3 separate regions of the Mus musculus genome follow, and all the other regions are linked to region 1. The links are chromatin contacts, called in public Hi-C maps. All regions are on one chromosome and are shown on one strand. The core of a region is the stretch at or near the end of the contact, and the rest is flanking DNA. Distances in the headings are between cores, read along the strand shown. Region 1 overlaps St6galnac3 (ST6 (alpha-N-acetyl-neuraminyl-2,3-beta-galactosyl-1,3)-N-acetylgalactosaminide alpha-2,6-sialyltransferase 3). Region 2 overlaps St6galnac3 (ST6 (alpha-N-acetyl-neuraminyl-2,3-beta-galactosyl-1,3)-N-acetylgalactosaminide alpha-2,6-sialyltransferase 3). Region 3 overlaps St6galnac3 (ST6 (alpha-N-acetyl-neuraminyl-2,3-beta-galactosyl-1,3)-N-acetylgalactosaminide alpha-2,6-sialyltransferase 3).

Evidence for each region. A called contact is a pair of places that touch in the nucleus more often than the background predicts.
Region 2: a Hi-C map of cerebral cortex shows a contact between it and region 1, with 2.3 times the contacts expected there. The contact joins two enhancer-like sites. A contact is called at or near these places in 1 of 484 Hi-C or Micro-C datasets (cerebral cortex), 2 of 115 datasets of contacts at active chromatin or transcription factors (embryonic stem cells and neural progenitor cells) and 1 of 9 other capture datasets (embryonic stem cells).
Region 3: a contact with region 1 is called in a Hi-C map of cerebral cortex, with 3 times the contacts expected there. The contact joins two enhancer-like sites. A contact is called at or near these places in 13 of 484 Hi-C or Micro-C datasets (the Ba/F3 cell line, the N1E-115 cell line, adipose-derived mesenchymal stem cells and 5 more), 3 of 115 datasets of contacts at active chromatin or transcription factors (T-cell acute lymphoblastic leukemia and embryonic stem cells) and 1 of 9 other capture datasets (embryonic stem cells).

What each region holds. Positions count from the first base shown.
Region 1 is chr3:153,237,305-153,240,462 of GRCm38.p6, forward strand. All of the region lies in intron 3 of St6galnac3 (ST6 (alpha-N-acetyl-neuraminyl-2,3-beta-galactosyl-1,3)-N-acetylgalactosaminide alpha-2,6-sialyltransferase 3), which reads right to left. Among named protein-coding and RNA genes, the nearest start is that of Gm33066, 14 kb to the left of the region's middle. Within about 2 kb of position 1,292, at least 25 of the 459 cell types and tissues checked have an H3K27ac peak or open chromatin away from gene starts, as enhancers often do. A contact at or near this core is called in cerebral cortex, where this site is marked.
Region 2 is chr3:153,569,541-153,572,726 of GRCm38.p6, forward strand. All of the region lies in intron 1 of St6galnac3 (ST6 (alpha-N-acetyl-neuraminyl-2,3-beta-galactosyl-1,3)-N-acetylgalactosaminide alpha-2,6-sialyltransferase 3), which reads right to left. Among named protein-coding and RNA genes, the nearest start is that of Gm32721, 19 kb to the right of the region's middle. Within about 2 kb of position 1,766, at least 26 of the 459 cell types and tissues checked have an H3K27ac peak or open chromatin away from gene starts, as enhancers often do. A contact at or near this core is called in cerebral cortex, where this site is marked.
Region 3 is chr3:153,658,452-153,661,606 of GRCm38.p6, forward strand. The region is part of intron 1 of St6galnac3 (ST6 (alpha-N-acetyl-neuraminyl-2,3-beta-galactosyl-1,3)-N-acetylgalactosaminide alpha-2,6-sialyltransferase 3); the gene reads right to left. Among named protein-coding and RNA genes, the nearest start is that of Gm52633, 65 kb to the left of the region's middle. Within about 2 kb of position 1,365, at least 29 of the 459 cell types and tissues checked have an H3K27ac peak or open chromatin away from gene starts, as enhancers often do. A contact at or near this core is called in cerebral cortex, where this site is marked.

The DNA.
Region 1 (3,158 bases), core at 42-2,541:
TGATGCCAGGAACCCATGCCCAGTCTGCTTCTCCTCATGGTGCAGGGTAGGGCAGTCTACAGACCTATGGAGCCATCGTGTCTGGGAGAGCAGCCACTCCTGCATGCTTCTCAAACCCTGCTTGGCTGTCCCTGGTTAATGCTACAGCAGGCCTGAATCCCAGCATAGCAAGGCACCAACCTAAAACATAGGCTTCCTAACTTTATCGTAAATTTCCAGTCATCTAAATGACCCAAGTGCAAATGCTCTCGGTGTACGGTCTTTTGTTTCAGTGTACTACAACCCAGAGTCTCCCAACCCCTCACTGCAAGGTTGCATATTTGTTCTTGGGGCTGACAAAGTAGGATCCAGTCCCCGGTCATCATCATGCCCATCTGGCCCCCACCCAGTTATCCCTGTTTGAGTTCGTTTGATCATCTGTCACACAACTGGGGACATTCAACTCTCCATGCCCGCCACTCTTGAGCCCTCCTGGATTCATGTCAGCCACAGGAAGTGGCTGCTTCTCAGACCACGCTGGGTGCAGAGCAGTCAGGGGATCTTGCCTTCACTGCACTTCACTCCCTTTAGAGTTACAGTTTCAAGTCATTGTCAGGACACTTGTCCAGGTTCTCTTGCTAGCCTGCTTATGTAGGCACAGCCTAGGGACTGTCTTCCTGAGCCCAGCAGGGTTGTCATGACTCCTGTACAGCAGTTGTAAGCTGTTGACGAGTTTTCGATGTCCTAGAGACTACCTGCATTCACCATACATAGTAGATATAAGCTGTTCACTTACATCACCTGGTGGTATATAGTAGATATATGGTGGATATGAGTAGATATGAGATTTACATCACCTGATGAGCAGGTATAGTCTGCCTGCAGTCATCGCTCATTTGGAAGCTCACTCTGTTCACTGGTCTCTTTAATAGGACCAATGTCACATTTTAGTCCCCCCCCCCCATTAATTTGATCCTTTGAGAGATATCATGGTGGGTTAAATGTGGGTCAGAGTGGATGAACTCAGACCCCGGTGACAGCCTTTACTACTGGTGTGACAATGGCCTCTCTGAACCCCACTCTCTTCACCTGTAAAGAGATACTACAGCAATAATACCAACAGAGGCATAAAAGTTACTGCGAAGACAAACAGAATTAATCTATCCAGAGCGCTTAGAACAGTACCTACAAAACAGCATATGCTTCCTGGCATTTATTTTTATCTTCTGGAGATCATTAGATGACTCACAGGCTAAGAAAAGCGCTAAGGAAATGCTAGAGAGGACGGAGCAGCTTGCATGGGAAGCGAGGTAGGAGCACGCGCATTGATCTGAGTGTAAAACCCTAAATGCAGTAAGCGCGAGGAGCGGTGTGTGGGAGTGGTGGATGTCACTCTGGAGTCTGTACAAGTCCCAAGGTCCACCTCAGAGACAGCAAGCAGACAGAAGAGGGTAGGAGACAAAAAGCCCAGAAGACTGGGTTCCTCTGCCTTCCTCCTCTGGGAACAAACCATAGGGCTGGAAAAAACCTGGTTATCAGTGGTGCACTGTTTGGCAAAAGTAAGGCCAAGGTGTGTGTGTGTGTGTGTGTGTGTGTGTGTGTGTGTGTGTGTGTATGCATGTGTGTGTCTGTGTGTGTGCGTGCACGTGTGTCAGGCTACACTGTGTTAGTGTGTTTAGGCTCCTCTAATGAAATACTTCAGCCTGGGTGGGTCATAAACAACAAAAGCTATTTATATGGATCTGTCTCATTTACTGTTTGCTGTTTTGAGACAGTTCACATGTAGCTCAGACTGACCTTGAACTCACTATGTAACCAAGGCTGACCTTGAACTCCAGACTTTCTGGCCTCTATTTCCCTGCGTTGGCATTATAGGTGTGCTACCATACCCATATTACTTCCCACAGGATGGGAATCCTGATATAAGCCACCAGCAGGTTTGCTGCCTCAGCAGGTTTCTTGTCAGCCCTCTTCCTCTTAAGCGGTGTCTTCTTTGTGGCTGGATATGCTGGGGTTTCCTCCAGCCCCCTTTAGGAGATCACTCTAATCCTGGTCACAAGAGTTCTGCCCTATGACCTGTCTTCCAGTGTCCTGGATCTTGCTAGCATCCCCTTGGGGCAATGGGACTTTAAATACTTGGAGGGGGGTAAACATGAGGGCAGTGTGGGCTTCTCTGGGCTTCTTTGGAGGAGAATCTTCAACTCCTAAGTGGACGGAGCTTCCACCAGGAAGGGACGGAATCTAATCGCCATGCCTAGCACACACAGGGGAGCAGGTTATTTACTGAATAAATGCATCGCCTGCTCCAAAGTGACTGCTTGTCCAGGCTCTGTGGACTTGGTTGGAATTCTTGCTCCCATGGCTCTGTGCAGGAGTGCCTGACAGGCTTCCTCGTGGGCCACGAGGGGAAGCCTACCCGGAGCCCCACACTTTATGCTGCTTGACTCAGGCTAAACCATGGATTTCCTTACTTCTCATTACTGAGCCCAGAAAGGGCTAATAATCAGCGAGGCTAGCAAAGCTCTGAAATCCCATCGCAAGTTGGAAAGGGAAATGAGTGTTAAAATCATCTTTGAAGCGATACCCATGGCTTCACAGGATGAACATGGTCATTCAGAATGGACAGGTCTACAGGAAATCTAAGCACTTCATCCAGCCCAGACTGTGGAACCAGGACAAACCCAGCCAGGCACATACCTTCTACCCATCGCAGAAGGCCTAAGGACTGTCCTGACAGCCTCACAGTGGGTCTGCTCCCCAGCTGAAGTGATTTCAACTTGATTATGGCTTAGTGAGCCTGCTCCTCCACTCTTGATTACCCCCCCTCCCCATCTCTGTATGTTCCTCATTTCCAGATGTAGTTTACTGGTCTAAATCATTTAATAAAAGGACGATAGCTGCCATAATTCTGATGAATACTGGTGATAGTACAAGAAAGCAGAGGTTTGTCTACATAGCTATCTTTGACAGTGTTTACAGAGGCATTTTGCAGCCAATACTAAACCACACGTCATACCTTTTTTTCTTTCAGTGTTGTGTCCATCTTTCTATCCCTGGACACCGACAGAGCTATTGTCAGTGCCAGCTTGTGTCCAAGGCAGAGACTCTCATATGCACGGCACACAGTCTCTGCCTCAGAGAAGACTGTCTACATAGGCAGACAGAACCGGAAAAAAAAA
Region 2 (3,186 bases), core at 516-3,015, 330 kb after region 1:
ATTCCCAGGACACACATAAATCAGTGTGTGGTAGCACATATCTGTGACCCCACAACAAAGAGATAGGAGGCAGAGGTAAGAGAATCCCAGCTAATCTGGCATAGATATCAATAAACTATAAAAATTCTTCTGAGTTACAGAGACAAAGTTTGGAGCTGAGATGAAAGGATGGACCATGTAGAGACTGCCTTATCCAGGGATCCACCCCATAATCAGCATCCAAACGCTGACACCATTGCATACACTAGCAAGATTTTATCGAAAGGACCCAGATGTAGCTGTCTCTTGTGAGACTATGCCGGGGCCTAGCAAACACAGAAGTGGATGCTCACAGTCAGCTAATGGATGGATCACAGGGCTCCCAATGGAGGAGCTAGAGAAAGTACCCAAGGAGCTAAAGGGATCTGCAACCCTATAGGTGGATCAACATTATGAACTAACCAGTACCCCGGAGCTCTTGACTCTAGCTGCATATGTATCAAAAGATGGCCTAGTCAGCCATCACTGGAAAGAGAGGCCCATTGGACACACAAACTTTATATGCCCCAGAACAGGGGAACGCCAGGGCCAAAAAGGGGGGGTGGGCGGGTAGGGGAGTGGGGGCGGGTGGGTATGGGGGACTTTGGTATAGCATTGGAAATGTAAATGAGCTAAATACCTAATAAAAATGGAAAAAAAATAAAAAATAAAATAAAAATTCTTCTATCAATTCAATGTTGTCCTTACACTGTCACATGCCATGGCAACCCTTACACATATGAACATACACACACACACACACACACACACACACACTCACACAATGATGTGAAAAAGACTTATGATATACAGAGCTATGGAAGCCCACTGGGAGATCGTTTGCCTCTTATGCACAAAGCTCTGGGTTCAGCTCCTAACTGAAGGGGTGGGCAGATACACGATACCTCTGTGCCAGTCAATGGGCACAGGATCGTTCCAGGGGTCCACAGTACATCGAGAAGATAATACATCAGACACACAGATATGTTCAAGCTATTAGAAAGTGCTCGCCTGACAAACCATGATTAACATGTGCGGTGACACCTGTGCACCTGCCGTCTTTTCAGCACTACCTGTCCTACCTTCATCCTGTTGGCCACAATAAAACACTCTGACCAAAAGGACTTGGGGAGAAGAAGATTCAGTTCTTTCTACCCTTCTGGGTCACTATCCATGTCTGAGGGAAATCAAAGCAGGACCCTGGGCAAGAACCTGAATCAGAACCAGGGAGGAATGCCACTCTGCTGGCCCCATCTCTGCTTGTTCTCTCACAAGCTCATCCTTAGCTAGCTTTCTGTACAGCCCAGGGCCACCTGCCTAGGAATGACCCCTCCCACAGTGGACTGCACCCTTATATATCAATGAATAATCAAGACAATGCCCCATAAATGTGCCTACAGACCAATATGATGCAGTCAATTCCTCAGTGGAGGATCCTTCTTCCAAGTGGCACTAGGTTGAGTCAAGGTGACACCTGAGTTGACAAAAGATATTACCTAAAATTTCATGGAAAGAGAATATAGAACCCAGCATCAACACATTACAAGTACTTAGCGAGTGGGAGCTATGACTTTAAACTATTATCTGATTGCTTTAGAGATCAGCCTTAACTAAAAACAGAAACCCTTCTGCAGGCTGACATTTAAAAGGCCACCACACAAAGAACACAGACCGGCTTCCAGGAAGGTACTTGTGAAAGCGTGGGCTGGCGAATCAACGGCACGGGATGTTCTCTTCCAACAGCTTGCCATTTCAGCATCTTTCGATTAGGCCGACACATGGTGCTCTCGAATGGCCCAGCTTCCCTCCCACGTTTGCAGACCAGGATTATTCTAAATAGGAAGCCAGTCCCCAAAACCTCCCACTTGCCGCCAACACAGGTCAGCCACAGGATTGTGTGCAGTCAGGCTGTGGAGCAGGTGCGACTACCTGTGTGAAGGTCACAGCCTAGTTATTTTATGTGTCAGTCTGAAGATAAAAGCAGACAACAATGAACCAGTCTGCACTCTCCCCGTGGAAGGAGATTGTCTTAAATTTGGGAAGTGGTTTGTCACTGAGATAACCTCAGCTACCCTGCAAAACAAAGCAAATAAACAAACTCGCTGGAAGTGAGGGTGCACACTTGAATTCAACTCTAAGGCAGACGCAGTGCTGGGCACTGCTGTTCAGTTACTTTGTCTGTCTTCAGTAGACACCGGTCATGGCGCCCTTTCTCCCTAGAGTCCTCCCCACGGTGATCTATAAACTGTAAAGTGCTAGTGCTTTAAAATGATTTTAAAGCAAGCCCTGGAATTACATTAAGGGCTTGCTTTAAAATGATTTTAAAGCAAGCCCTGGAATTACATTAAGGGCTTATCCGAGCCAGAAGGAGGCTGATGATGGTCAGGAGGAACCGACGCAGAAGGGTCACGTAACCATTTCCGGTCGGCAGTGGAGCCACTCCGCCCCCTCTTACCAATGAATCCCTGTCCATATAGACCTCAAAGTGCTCAGCCTGCTCGCTGTCTGCGGGTTTGGCCTCCTGACCAGACGTTTCCATTACCGCAGCTGCTGTTTGTAAGCGTGTAGCAGCCCTGCGTCTTAATGCTTCTCACCACACGCTTAATTTTTTTTTCTTCTCCTAGAAGAAATTATGGCCATTTCGGCTGAGTGTCCCCATTCTGTATTCTTTCAGAGCTCGTATTCATCTTTTATTTTCCTGAATGAGGTTTGGTTTATAGCATATAAGATAGGAAAACAGGATTGAAAAGGCTGGGAGAATATAAATCTTCCCTTGGAAACAAAATGCTCTCAGCGCATTTTAAAGACTTCAGAGTTTTTTTGACGCCCTCATTCACTGGAGAATTTTGGAGGAAGTAAAATCCGAGAATCCCTCTCCCTCTTCCCCCCGCCACTCCCCTATCTCTCTCTTTCACACACACACAGAAATAAAAAAATTTAAAAAGCCAGCCATATAGCCTGATTATTCCAATGTCTTCCAGTACACTGTGTGTTCCGTCAGACACTCCATGTTGGAAAGGTTTTCCATGTCTCGCTGGGTTTGCACATTCCTTTTTTCCAGCCAAAGTTCAGATACCTCGAGGACAGAGCTACACCCTAACCATGCGGTAGAGGTCTATTACATCATGGTGGTCTATTACATCATGGAGGTCTATTACATCATGGATC
Region 3 (3,155 bases), core at 115-2,614, 420 kb after region 1:
AAACACACTTCTGGGCGTGCCTGTGAGCATCGGCTGAGGTGGAAAGACTCGCTCTATATGTGTCACGGGCTGTCTCAAACAACCACACAGCTACTGGCCCCCAACCTGCTGCACCGAGCAGCCACCACTAGAGGCCACCACACGTACCTCTGCACCTGAAACCCTTCATTAACATCCTCCAGATAACTCAGAAGTGAGACTCACGTTGCGAGTGAATGCAGTCTACAGATACGCAAATTCACACCTAAGGGAAGGTCTCAGTGCCCTGCCAACGCATACACTGAACAGAGGGCAAGGCCACTGTGGCTGTACAATGGAAGCTGACAGCAGTCCCCACTACATCCACCACGCCATGGATGTGGAAGAGAGTAAACAGGCTAACACCTTAGGGATACACTAAGGCAGGTGTGCCTGGGAAGACGGCAGAAAGCAATTAGGGAAGAAGACCCAACCCAGGCTGAGGATGAAGAAACCTCATGGCCAGCCCTGCTCACAGGTAAGAGTGGGGAGCCTGATGTCTGCCGTCGGCCTTGCCTAACACCATTAAGGGGGGAATGTAAGCTGGAACAGAGTGGGAAAGGTTAAAGAGGAACGTTGAGGCTAACTTGAAAGAATCATGGCTTTCACACCAGAAACTGGGCATAAAAGCAGCTCACCAGGCTGGTGACTGATGGAGCCATCCTGACAGGAACCACAAAGAGGCTCTTAAAGGGAGTCTGTAAGAAAGCGTTGGATCAGTGGAGCTGTCAGACCTGAGACAACCCAGCCCAAATGCAGTGTGCCACACTGTCCTGCCACTGTAGCTGCACGGGTAGGTCACCCTTTCACCATGCAGCACCTCACTCGTGAGAGCAAGCATCTCAGGCTAGCTCCAGCCCGCAGACAGACCCTTGTTCTTTAGCCTCTTGCTGTGTCCCTCAGCAAATGTCACTCAGCACACCAGACAAGTCCTGGAGCTCCCTATGACCGGGTCAGTTATAATATGTGGACGACACTTGCACAAGCCTGCCTGCTACAGCCTAGGTAGCCACAGGTGACAAGTGGAGAACAGAGAGGATGCAGATCAGGCAGGGCAAGAAGGGCTAGCCCAGTCAGGACGATGCTTACCTTGCGAACATACGGGGCGGAATTCATCCCCAGAGCATATTACTAATGTGATGGACCTTTGTTACCAAAGAACTGTACTTAGAAAAGGAAACAAACTTCAGAGAAATAAAAATCCCAGCAACAGCCCCTGGAGTATAGGAGGCCCCGCCACAAGGCTCGTGAAGAAGTGGAACAGAGGCCTCAGCACAGTCCACTCAGTCCACTGTCAGCCTGAGACGCCCGCCAAGCTGGCTGGCTGAAAGAACATGCTGGGTCTGTTCTGTTTGCTGTAGTTTTCTGAGCAGGCTCCATGGTGAGCGAAGAGGCGAACAGGAATCTTCCATTATCCCTTTCAGCTGAAAAGAAACCTCACCACAGAATGCACTTACTGTGAAAGTTGGTACAAACAGCAGCCACGGGGAGGTCGCGATTAGAGGAGGCTTCCAGGGAGAACGGCTTCTTAGAGAGTTGGACTCTGATGGGCAGAGGGAGATGGTGACGGGTGAGGGGTGAACGAAAGAGGGGGCAGGAGCAGAGCAAGGCCTGAGCCTGAGCAGAGGCAGCGGGTGAGCTCACTCACTCAGCCTACATCTGAAGCATCGGTCATCCTAGGTGCCCCACAGCAGGACCAGATCAGTGGGCAAGACAGCAGGCTGGGCCAGTGGAGCATGGTGGTAGGAGCGGCTACAGTTTAACACTGAGAGTTGGGACCTAGGAAACACCGTAGCAAGTTGTTCTAAGAACAGGGTCTTGAGTATGAGCTCAAGGATGCCAGACTTGATTCACAGACATCACTGAGCCAAGGGAGCTTCTCTGAGAAATGTCTGTGAGAGGCAGGGCAGAAAAAGGGAGCCATCAGGTTAGCTCCAGCTGGGGTGATTCATCTTCGGATGCATAAGACCCCGTATGGGACAGAAAGGGGATCAGAGGCTGGAGGAGGAGGAGGAGGAGGGAGAGGAGGGGGAAGGGGAAGAGGGGAAGAGGAAGAGGAAGAGGAAGGGAAGGAGGGGGAGGAGGAAGAACAGAAAAAAGGAGGAGGAGGGGAGGAGGAAGAGGAAGAACAGGAGGAAGAGGGGAGGAGGAGGAAGAGGAAGAAGAGGAGGAAATGAGGAGGGGGAGGAAAAGAAGGAAGAAGAGGAAGAAGAGGAGGAGGAGGAAGAAGAGGAGGAGGAAAAGGAGGAGGAGGAGGAAAAGGAGGAAGAGGAGGAAAAGGAGGAAGAGGAGGAGGAGGGATGCATGTCTTGCGGAACCCTGCTCTGTGTGGTTATATCCTGAGGAGTTCTACTGGGAATAAGTTTAGGAATGAGACAACCCCTCTTTGGAAACATTTAAAAGTTTCTCAATCGTCCTGCAGATAAACAAACAAAACCACATTTGATTCTTCCCGACCCTGCATATTCCACTCTTTTATGACCAATTTGTTTGGGGTGAACATCACAGGACATGAGGAGGGAGGCGGGAGGGGAGGAGCCATTGAAGTCAAAGAGGACAGGATGCCAGGAATCCTCTAAGACTCAGGAACGTCTCACTGAAAAGTTGGGCCACCTTCAGGGAACTCACAACGAATACCCTGTGCCCATGCACACAGACACACAACAGCACCCTGTGCCTCAACACTCAGGCTTCTATTTGCCTGGCTGCTTAGCAGTCTGCATCTATTAGATCACCGTGACAGCTTTTGGATGTCCATCCCTTTAAAACAAACAAACAAACAAACAAACAAAAAGGTAAGATCTAGAAACCCGCATCTCACTGATTTACCAACTTATCTTACACAGGGTTTCCAATGCCACTCCCTAACCAGGCAGCAGGCTCACAAGTCAATCATTTTTCAAGCAGACAGTCTAAAAGCAAAAACCTCAAATCCAAGTGTGGATGTACATGATAGAAATCCCAGCACACAGTGGATGAGGCAGGAGGATTAGAAGTTCAAGGACATCCTTGGCTACAGAGTCAATTCAAGGCCAGCCTTGGCTACATGAGACAGCCTCTACTAAGTTAATAGAAATGCCAAAAGGAAAGCCTTTTCTGATCCACCCTGGGAGAGGTTGATGGCTTACGAGGGTCCA